2 separate regions of the Anser cygnoides genome follow, and region 1 is linked to region 2. Evidence: chromatin contacts called from public Hi-C data. All regions are on one chromosome and are shown on one strand. Each heading gives the region's core, a stretch centred on a gene start, on an enhancer-like site or on the middle of the called end of the contact. The rest is flanking DNA. Distances are from core to core; before and after follow the strand shown. Region 1 holds the start of F7 (coagulation factor VII). Region 2 overlaps LOC106048954 (a long non-coding RNA gene).

The links. A called contact is a pair of places that touch in the nucleus more often than the background predicts.
Region 1: a Hi-C map of liver shows a contact between it and region 2, with 1.8 times the contacts expected there. The contact joins the promoter of F7 here to the enhancer-like site in region 2. A contact is called at or near these places in 2 of 7 Hi-C or Micro-C datasets (both in liver).

Annotation. Positions count from the first base shown.
Region 1 is chr1:148,120,145-148,126,115 of Taihu_goose_T2T_genome, forward strand. F7 (coagulation factor VII) reads right to left here and starts at 1,389. Exons shown (of 8, transcript XM_013197422.3): 1 at 464-1,389. The coding sequence starts at 533.
Region 2 is chr1:147,324,238-147,329,742 of Taihu_goose_T2T_genome, forward strand. The region is part of intron 3 of LOC106048954 (a long non-coding RNA gene); the gene reads right to left. Among named protein-coding and RNA genes, the nearest start is that of SOWAHC, 18 kb to the left of the region's middle. Within about 2 kb of position 1,999, at least 3 of the 3 cell types and tissues checked have open chromatin away from gene starts, as enhancers often do. A contact at or near this core is called in liver, where this site is marked.

The DNA.
Region 1 (5,971 bases), core at 139-2,638, 800 kb after region 2:
TGGTTGCTGATTTTCAGACACATCCTGAAACTACCGAAGAGCTGCCACCTCGCTCCCATCTACTGCAATGGAAACATAGCGGTCTTCCCCTCTTTAATTTCTTGTCAGCTGAATGAGAGGCTATCGATTCTCTGCTTTGAAAAATACCATGGCTCAGCATGAAATAAAAATAAATCTAGGTTCCTGTTTTCACCTCATAGGCAGGCAGCTGATGGTTGACCTGCTGCCTGTGCAGTGAGGTGATAGATGCGCATATGAGCGTGGAAGGGATTTTCCTCAGCTGGCAAAACAAGCACACGGCTGCCATCACTGAAAGCAAACAAGAGCCTTCGAACAGCTCACAGGCACAACCAGAGGCAGGACAAACATTTCTGTGTGCAACAGCACTCAAAGCTCGCAGTAAGGATTATGCCAGTGTATCAGCAGAGAGGTTTGCTGCCAGTAAATGTAATTGCAGACGTACCTGCATCCAGAGAAAGTGGAATCAGCAGCGGAAAGCAGAGAAGCAAAGCCACGCACTGCCTGGAAACCATGATGAACCCTACAAGTCGGCGTCCCAGCGGCGTATTGACATTTCAGCAAGGACTGTTTGGCCAAAGAGCTCAGCTTCAAACGCTCGGAGCAGAGGAGGGGCCGGCGAGTCATGGAAACCAGGAACGATCCGCGCAGAGAGCTGAGCACGAGGGCGCCTGCAAATCCTGCACCGTGTCCTTTCTGCACCAGCAGGGAGCTTGCTGTCGAAGCACGCTCTCCTGAGCTGTGCAAAGGCTGTGCTGATTGCAGAGGCTTCTACCCTGCCCCTTTATTTTCCATCTAACAGGCCTTTTTCAGGCAAAAAATAAATGCCAGGCCCCTGTGTCTGTATGGCACTGTGCTGGCCGTGTCACCATCCATGCAGAGCTGCAGCAGGGCATTTGTCTCGACCAGGCAGGCCAGGTACAACCTGTCAGGGATTTGGGGGATGACCAAACTGCTGACATCCCCCTTTTTCCCACCTCCCAGTCACCAGTGGAAACCCTGAACTTCTGGCTCAGATTACTTGGAGACACTAATTAACCAGCAGAAGTACCCTACATTGGTTTCCTGTGGCTTTATTGCAAGATGCCTGTGCCTTGCAAGCTGTACCAGCTCGAGGAGATGCGGAGCTGATCCACATTGCGTTTCATGAGTAATGACAGGGCTTCGAGGGGCTAGTCTGCAAATCATATTATATCTGGGGAATAAGCAATCCTCTGATTTAACGGAAATCAATTAGTGGCATCACAGCAGAGAGCTGACAACAGGCTTAGGTAAATGTTGACTTCAGATAGCAGGGAGGTAAAGGGCATGTTTGCCCATGAGAAGCGAAGCAGCCCTGAGGGCTGGGGCATCCTTCAGGCAGTCCTCCCCTCGGTTGGTGCGGAGGAAGGAGGGCTGGCTCTGCACCTCAGCCTTGTGGCCCTGAAAAGCCCCAGCTGTGCTGCTGCTTTGCTGCCAGCGCTCGGCTGAACTTCCAGGAAGCCGCCATCGATCGGACAGCTGGGCTCCCGGCCACCCTTCGCACGCGTTCCTGCTGCTCCATGCCACGGCTGGACATCCTGCTCTGAAACTGGTTTCCTGAGAGGAGGCATTTGGGCACGTCTCTGGATGGCAGCTGGGCTCCCAGCATGGTCAGAGATGGTGGCAGGTCCCGTCCCAGGGCAGGGGGTGGCAGCTGGGGTACTAAAGGAGCTCTAGCAGGCCCAAGCTTTCTGGGAAGCCCCTCCGTACCTCATAACCTGCCAACATGGTCCTCATTCCTTGCTCACTTGCCTACGGCAGTGAGCTGAAAACAGCTAGGACATGTTCAGCTTAGCGAAGCCTAGTTTTTCAGATCTGCTTGCAGACATCTCCCTCTGTCGCGTCTTCTCGGGAAAAGCTGCACCCCCTGTCTGTTTGAACACCAGGTGCCTCCTGCGCCCTAGGCCAGCCCAGCTTGGTCCCTGTCGCCACCCAGGGGTGTCTCCTTGGGCTGGGTGGGATCTGCCAGCACCCTGCTAGGGGCTGCAGGTGGTCCCGCTCCACAGCCATGGCACCACTTCGCTGGCTTCTCTTCCTTGATGGTGCACAGGCTTCTGTACATCCTCTAGGCCTGAGGCAATGCCTCCCTGCTCTCTTTCTCCCTTGCCAGCCTGCACACGTGAAAGATTTTGTTTTTACTGCTTGGGAATACAACAAAACCCATTGTTATTTCGCAGGGAGAAGTCCGAGTACTGGGAACAACAGTCGGTTCCCATGGGGCCAGCCCTTCTTCCAAGAAAAATTCTTGAGATTAGATGTCATCAGGGGTGGCAAGGAGGCCTGTGCCCATGACAAGAGCCACTGGAGATCCAGCTGGACTTCAGGACTTCATGGCAGCTCTTTGCCAGCCAGCTTCACGTAGATCTCTGCTTATAGTGCTTTGGTTGAAGAAGAGCTCTTGACTTCAAGAAGAGCTCCCCTTCCTTATGGTCTGGGACCCCAGCTGGAGGAACAAATGTCAGGTCATTAGCTTGTTTTCCCCAGAAGATCCCTAGATCTCACTTTGTGGGTTTTTTTCTTGTGTGGTCTTGCTGTAGCTTATGAGAATTATCCTGGTATTCTGCTCAATAAATCTCCTTCCCAGTGGAGGCTTCAGCCTTGCCTTATATTTTCTGAGCAATTCCAAGGAAAATAATCCACTGTCCAATTAAAAGTAAATGTATATTAAAGCAAACTCACCCCATGACTGCTGCTAGAATCTGTTTGGGGACAGCTGTTCAGAAAATATGATTTAGGGCATTTTTTTAGTGTATGCTTTGGAAGTCCAAAGTTGCTTCATTTCCAAGTTCATATAAAAAATAAAATAAAAATAACAATAAAAAAAAAGAAAAATGTTAACAATGTGTAAAAATGTCTAAACCAGAAGCAGTAGCCTGGAAGACATGAATTGATGTCTTAGAACATACTGTTCTTTATTCTTGCCTTGGTTTATTTTGACATTTTTCAAAGAAAAACTCGTATGATTTTGCTATTTTTAGGTTGATATTTTGGGTTGAAGATAAGACACATATGGAAGCTACTGGGAACTGTGCAACTCAATCTGATCCATCAGGTCACTGATTATTTAAACATGAGTTTTCCTGTCAGCACTCAGTGACAATTTTTATTATTTTTTTTTTTTAAAAAGGAAAAAAAGAGATTTCTATTTCTGAAATACCATAAGACATCACTTGAGTGAGCTGACCAGGGAGTTTAGGTAAAAAGGGTTTAGGAACAAGCTAAAAATGGAAAATTCAGTCTAAATCTCCAATAACAGTTGTAACTTGCCATCATACACTTATCAGACTACTTACAAGAGATCCAAGCCTGTTATCAAGTTAATTATTTCCTGTTTCTGTTGTACTAAACTGTAAATACACAAATATTACGTGACTAAGCTTTAAAGCAAATGATTTGCTTTTTAGACCTCAAAAGAGAAATATTTCTTTCCAGTAGAAAATTACTTGCCTGTTTGACTGAGTTTTTTGCCCCTGTGCAGCAACTATGCTCATAGAGAAGGAGTAAAAAATGGGGAGGTAATATTTTTGAGGGTTTTTTTTTTTTTTTTTTGTGATCAGCTCTGAATACAGGTACTTAAAATTTTACTTTTTAATGTTGGTGTGGATTTTTTTTTCCCCACAAGGAAATGAAAGACATAGAAAAGGCTGTGCAAAATACATTTAAACTAGAGGTGGTGTGCCCAAAATCTATGTTCAGTGCTGCGTATCTCAGCTGGCAATAATTGAGATTAACTCTACTAGAGATATTCTCTTGGCTATTTCCTAAGACCATCACAGCCATACCAGTACCTCTAGTAAGTACATAGCCTTTTAAGCACAGCTGGGCCCCTTGCTGTCTTGGCAACTGATATGAAATAAATAAATCCAAACACCTGAAAGGTGATTCATTGATTCGTTTCAATTGGTTTTTCAAGGAGAATATTTCAGCACCGAAGGGGCTGACCTTAGTCAAAATCTCTCAGAACAGAAATGCAAGCCTCGATCCTTGATTTTCTACCACCATCTTTAGGCTGCAGCTGGTACAGGCAGCAGCGGTCGCGATGGTCCTCAGGAGAGATGCAACTACACCTACAAGCATACTTTAGCACATCATTTCTTCTTGCATATAGGTCTAGTAGTGTCATATAGGCCTCTACAGGGACTTAATGTCACGGGGCATTTTGGCCTGTCGCCACAGGGCTCAGAGCCATGTACAGAGAAGTTGGGAGAGCTCCTCATGGGTTTCCTTTGCCCGGGCCATGACTTGGCCTCTTGTGCTGAAAAGCTGAGGGGCCTCATCTTCATCCAATCTCATGTAGGTTGGATGAGGAAATGCTGCCAGTTTGTCTCACAGCCTGTGTTTTATGTACGTCACGCTCCTTTTTTAGTCAAGGACTTGTCTATGCATAACACTACCCTCAAATTTTCTAAGAAAAGACAAGCTTTGGGTGAGGAGGCTTCGCTGTGAATACTCTTTGGAGCCCATCAGTACTGGGGAGCGTGCTTATTTATACATGACAAGGTATTTAGAGCTAACCCTGTGCAACAGAGCGTGGGCAGGCGAGGAGGGGAAGGGGTGCTCAAACAACTGTGACGCCTTATGCTCAGCAGAGCCCCCCCCCAGAATGTCTTTGCCTCATGCACTCCCTACCCCTGCCCCACTGTCATTTGGGGCTGTCCCTGATGGGGACCTGGCACAGCCACAGGAGTGAGCACAGGCACCTCTGCTCATGGAGAGGAAAGGTTTGTCAGTTCTGGGAGCTGATCCAGCCAAAAACTGCCTGGGAAAGGGCGGGCAGAAGCACAGAAGACAAAGACCCCTGAGCACGAGCCAGGTAAGGGGGCTCTGAAGTCTCCCCAAAGATCTCACCGTTATTTTAGTAGCTGTTACTGAAGATAAACAGTAGCTATTGCTAATTGTGGCCATCGTTGCTTAAACATTACCTACATTACCTATTTACCTCCTTTCAAACAAAAGCTCAGATAAGCTATTTCACTATCTAAGCATCTTATTTTGATCATGCTGTATCTAGACACAGTTTAACTCTTAAGGGACAGTTCTATAACTGCATCCTAAATTAAGGGTTTGGATTGGGGTAGCTCCCTCATACCAGGTTGATCTGGCATTCACCCACTCTAACCCACTGAGACTGCTAATTCTGGTGACTTGTGTGGATACTCAGAACTGTACACTGCAGTTCATAATAGTCACCAGATGATACAGAAGTAGAGTGGAAATTTAGACCATAATTAATTTCCATCAGTTCTCTAAAGATGACAAAGTCCTCCATTTTGCTCACTGACATCTGTGCAGAACAGAAAAAGGGTTTTGAATTCCAGCTAGACAGCTGGTTCTCCATCTAGGAAAGACTGTGCTCCAACTTTGAGCTGGTTATTTAGGATATAAGAAATCCAGGATGAGCCTATAGTGTTTGTAATAGGAAATAATCATCAGAATTAAAAAGAAATCTCTACTTCCTAGGCTTTTTATATAGAAAACTCTACTTTCCACAAAGGTAAATCTGGTCACAGTGACAACTGTAATGTGGTTGTGCTCAGGAATGCTAGACTTCCTGCTTGGCTACAGACATGGCTGTTACACTGATAAAAGTAAATGAAAGCAATCAGATCCCAGTGATAACTTGGCTGGATAGTGTAACTGGACACAGCCACCAACTCATCCCAAATCACTCCAGTTCAGGGTGAAATTCATCTCTTACCACGGCATATAATGGTCCTTAAAGCCATTAATCCATGAATGTACAAACATAATCCTCTTCATATGCTGCAAGGGTGAATTTGGTTTCTTGTTTCTCACCCAGCTGGGGCCATGGCCAGACACAGACCTCCAGTATATTCCACTAAATCCACACGATCAAGAGGAGGGTGTGTGCAGGAGGAGAGGAACAACAGGATACACAGCTAGTTTAGGGAGAATCCAGCCATGATATGAC
Region 2 (5,505 bases), core at 749-3,248:
GCGTGCTCTAATGGCTGTTCCTTAAATCCGTAGGTATGGGAACGCTAAATGGGTTATACTGTCATTAAGGATTTCTCCTCACTTTAACAGCCATATGGAGGTCACTTCCTCAGCAGATTGAAGTCGTTTCAGAACAAAAGGTTTTGGTATTTTTCCACCGGCTCAGGATGCCTCCATCTGTGCACGGTGTAGGCTGGGAGCCCCAGGCAGATTCATTTGCTCTGAGAGTCCTGCCAGCAAACCAGGGCTGGGGCCCCTCGGGACCTTCACTGGAGGAGATGGCCAGAAGGACCTGCAAGCACTGTCTCCTTATGGCTATTTGCATCCTCCCCCTGTCCTTTCTCTTCTTGTTCCTGCCTGGAAAGCAACTTACATGTGCAGATGAGGGAATTATTTCTCAGAGATACTTCTTTTACTAGCGCAAGAAGCTTCAGTAATGCCATAACGTTTTGTGACTTGAGATTGGGTTTTAATTGTCTGGTCAAAAAAAAAAAAAATCTTTTTGAAAGAAATTACTTGTGTCAGTTCCACTTTTTTGAAAATGAAATGCATTTCTTTTCAGCTTTCTGTTTCAATGTTTCCTCGAAGTTTACTTTCTAGTAACTTAAATGTGAATAAAAGTGCTCAAAGTAGAAAAATGATGCATTTAAGATCAAACCAAGTATTTAATTTATCCTCAAATTATTTTTCTCAAACCTTTTGATTTCACAGATTTCAATGGTTTCTGTTTCAATGCAAATCAAAATCTTTTTTTTTTTCTTTCATCTTTTTCTGAACTATCTACAATTCAAGATATCTATTATCTTTGCTATCCTACTTCCAGGTAACTTGAACAACCAATGCCTGGTTTCAGAGAAGACTTTTCATTACTGGTAATTTAACACAGAGATTCTTAACTTTCTGATTAAAGAAATGGAAATATTTGTGATCCTTCATCTCAATCATGAGCTGAATGCCAGCAGGCAGAAGATACCGCTTATGATGAGTTGTAAAGAAAGGATGGTTCCAGCATGTTCTATAAAGCTGAGCCAGAAAATAAAAGGACATGAGTGGAGATGAAGCCTCTTTAGAAATGCATTCATTTCAGAGCTGTCTTCAAAGCGTTTTCACTGTCAGTTAAGGAGTGCTGAGAATTTGTTGTCCAGAAATCCACAGGAGCCAAACTTCAGACATTCGGAGCCGTGGCATTCCATGTGGATTTAGTGTTTTGCTTCTTTACATTTTTCCATGAACTCAGTTGTTGTCACCGTTAAAGTCTGACTCTCTAGGGCAAATCCCTGCAGCTGTTCAAAAAAAAATCTGGTCACTGGGGACAGCACCGATATCTTCCTCATGTGGGTCCCTTCTCTTTTCACGTTCATCCCCATAGACTCCAGGACACTACCCCAGGAGCTGGTTCTGTCCTCTGCTGTTTTAAGGGGCCATTATTTGTGCACATGGGACATCAGTGTGTGTGCTGTAGGCACTGTGGCTCCGTACACGTGAGGACTGGCCTAGCACAGTTAAAAATAATTAAAAAAAAAGTTTATGGGAAATGTAATGGTAAAAAAAAATCGCTTTTCCAATACCCTGTACACCTAAATATCTAACGTGAAAAAGTAAAAGGGATTGTTATCTGAAAGAATTTTACATCTGGAAGTGATTTTGGAAGCCAGCACATATGCCACGGATTTAAAAAGAAGCTAAACAAAGTAGACAGATGGTCAGTCACCAAATTAGATGCAATCAGAATATGGAAAGATAATTTCTCACATTCCCTCTCCCCAGCTTCTCACATAGATACTGGACTTGGCAAGCTGTCACCCTCTCCTGTGAGCGCTTAGAGTAGAGCTGGGAGCTCTGGCTGCTGCCAGGCCCAGCAGCAATTGCGGTTTTCCACAGGCCAAGTCCCTCAGAGACGTTTTCTGAGGAGCTGAGTGCTCCGGCCCCGCGTGGCTGCTGACATTCCCCTCCTGCGCCCGCGGTTTCACGGTGCAGTAAACACAGCGTCAGGGCTCACCGATCAAACATCTCGCAGCTACACAATGCGAAGTGCTGACTTAGGCTTTGACACCCAGTCCAGTTCTCACGGCTAATTTGTTGTATCGACAGGTTTCTTTTTATAGTTTTATTTTCCAGTGGGACCGGGATTGTGTGCCCCGGGCTGATCCCCATGACCTCTGGCCTGGGATCTGGCGTGCGCAAAGCCGGATTATGGCACCACGTTTTCCCCTGCACGTGTATATGTTAAGGCTGAGTGCCTTTGAGTAACAGACGTGCTGTTCTTGTTTGTCATTCGGCTTCCCCAGAAGGTTTTGGAGCACACAAACTAATCCCAGCAGCACGGAGGAGGGAATGTAGTACCTGAGGCAGGACATAAAAGCCTCCCCCTGCATTTCCCCTCTCCTTTTTCTCATTTTCATTTCTCCCTGCTGTCCTAGGTGACTGCCTAACTTCACCCAAGCCAGAGGCTTAGCAGACCCCATGCTGGTGCTCTGTAATCTTAACGAAGGTGGATCAGAGGAAAACAGCGTCAGGTCAAGCACGTTGGCAACAGCAAAGGGAAAGAGGAGAGCAGGTGCTTTTGACAACACCCCTAAACAGATTGCACCTGTGCTGTCTAACCACACCTTTTGCTATGCCTCCACCACCCACGTTAGCTTCTAAGATCACTATGTAAGAAATAGCAGAGGCTTTCCCAATACTATGAGGCTCTGAGAAACCTTAAGGCAGCATTTAACGCTGGTCCTGTGAAAGGTGAAACACAAGTTGGTGATCATTTGTCTGCGCTCGTCCCTCAGCTGGGACCCATGCCGCTAGTGAAGAAACCACGTTAATGTGTAACTAGCGTGTTTTCCCATGGGGCAGGACACAAAACTTCAATGCAGCGTAGCTGCTGAGGATACCGCTTCCCCCTGCCAGCGTGTCCCTCAGACACAAGCCCAGCACCACCCCTGCTGCTGTGGTTAACTCAGGTCAGAAGCAGTCTGTCTCAAAGGGAAAGATTTTGTCCTGCTGTGTTTTGACACTTCACTATTTCATTTCCTTCTGGGTGACATTTAAGCTGGCGGGGATTTCTTCATTTCCACGGCAAGACAAAGGCCCATGCTGTAGATCTACAACCACATGCTACGAGACAGCACCTTGAGAGATTATTTGTGGCCCATTTCCACAAATTCTCCACAAATGAGCTGTAGGATCTGGCAGCAACTTTCCCCAGTTTTCCATTGAGGGTTAGTTAATATTTTGCTCCCGTTTTAGTGATATTTTCGCAGATCCCTGTCTTCTCCCCTATAAAACTGCCCTGAGAGTTTCAGGTGTTTTCCTCTTTGGTTACAGCAGTGCCAGTCCCCTAAAGTGTCTGGTGCCAGGTGAACATAATACCTCACAGCCATGAAATGACAAAAGCAATGAGCACAGATGTTAAAAAGACAAGTACTGCTCCTCGAGCTGATGTTAGAGGGTGCCTGCCCCAGTACAGAGTAACCTCCACCAAAACAGACCAAAATAGACCCTTGCAACCAGACAGGACTTTGGGCTCCTCGTAGCTCCTTCCATTTCTCCGATGATGAGATGGAGCCCCTGGTAGACAGCAGGAGCTATCAAATTGTTAAATTGTCAAATTGTTTTTTGAAGCTATCAAAACAGCATTTGTAAAGATTATCAAAACCGCTTCCTACATGGAACATGGCACATGGTTCGATTTACTTGAGTATTGTCCTCCCCAAGATACTGCACGCTCTGTGAAACCTCCTCCAGATAAAAATAGATTGAAAAGATAGGAAATGTTTGTAGTGGTCCTAGTCATCGGGACGAAAGCCAGGAAAAAACAGATTGTCCCCTGTCTACTATTAACATAATTAAGGAGAAGTTTGACTCTGATCAGCTTGGGTTATCTCCCAGTCTGGCAGACTTCGAAGCTAGATTTCCTTTTCTTCGGGGATCTCATTGCAGGTTGGCTGGGACATTTGAATCCTGTGCCAAGAACACAACTACTGGCACCAGCACTTCTGTTAGAGTAGCAGCCATAGGTTTATGGATCTTAACTGTGCTATCCAACCAGTTTGAATAGTGAAGACCTAAGTCTTAGAGGTAGGCTTGATGCCACTGCCACAATTCCTTGTCCTGCTAGCAAGCATTGGTGATGTGTAGGTCACAGCTTTAGCTTTTCCCCCATCCTATATTGACTGCAAAATTCAGTGATAAAAGTCAGATATTTGGTTGCCCTATCTAAGGACTTGATATCAGCCATCTAGCCAAATCAATCTCTTTTTTTTTTTTGTCAAAACAGAAATGAAAAAAAAAAGGGGGGGGGGGGGGAGAAGTAACAGCTGCCAACAGGTACCAAACACCTCTGCTGAATCTCCTCAGATTTGCACAAGAGGATTACTGTATTCTGAGCTGCATAAAGAACATCACTGCACGGGCATAAACCAGTCCCCACAGGCCTGCTTGCCACTCTTTTACTCATCCACTCCCAGCGCTTTATGTAGGCAAATCCTGGTGCTCACGAAAGCGGCTGTCTTGGCCAACTCCGTGTTTGCAAAACATGCTGGCTTCATCACAAGAAGGGCACCTGGGAAGGGCTACCACCAGATTTGCCAGCTTTGTGTCAACACAGGAAGGCCGCAGAAAAGGCTTTTACTACATACCTTGCACAGGCAAGTTCACACAGCAAACATGACAGGGAAGATTGATCACCCCTTGAAACAATTCCCCTTGCTAAAGCGTTACGGCCGGTACACAAGCAGCGTCAAGGGGCCTTGCCACCTGAGCTTCACATTCACAAATACTTTACCTTAGGTCTGGGGCCAGCCCTTTACTCCTACAGCTGGGGTGAGATGAGGAAAACATGACAGAAAGTTGCAGGCTTTTTAAAGCAAGAAGCTCAAAGTCTGCTGCATGGAGGCACTTATTAAATAGTTCGGTTAAATAATTTGATTTGGTCTGGCTTCAGCTGCCACTTTTCCTCCTCGACCCTTCTCTATTTCAAGCCATCTGAGCAGGCTGCATCTGGGCCAGCGGAGCTGGGCAGGGGGAAGGACACGGTGCGGCTCCATGCAAGAAGCTGAGTGAAGCCTTTCCTCTCCCCAAAGAGGGTCTGAGATCTGCCCTAGGGAGAAAAAAAAGGGAATTTCAGCTGAAACAGCTACCAAAGGATGGCGCTCAATGTGTGACAGGGCACCTTTCACCTATTTGGCTGCCTGGCTCCTAGTGACGGGTCCGTGGCACAAACCCAGAACTGACTCAGAGCTGCTCCGAGGAGTTTGTTGGTTGGTGAAAAGACGAGAGAGGCTGGAAGCTGGGAGGTTTGCAGATAGGTTGCTGGCCTCAAAAACAGGTATGGGAACCACTCACCTTGCTATCAAACAGGAGGGAGAAAATGCTTACCTTCATCCTTCCCCTCTGGCACACAGTGAAGTGATAAACCACCCAAGCAGCTGCAGGAGTTTTAGTAAAAAGATATGTAAAAGCTTGCTGCTTTCTGCGGAGAAGACTCTGCTGGGACTCCAGCTGCCTGACTCC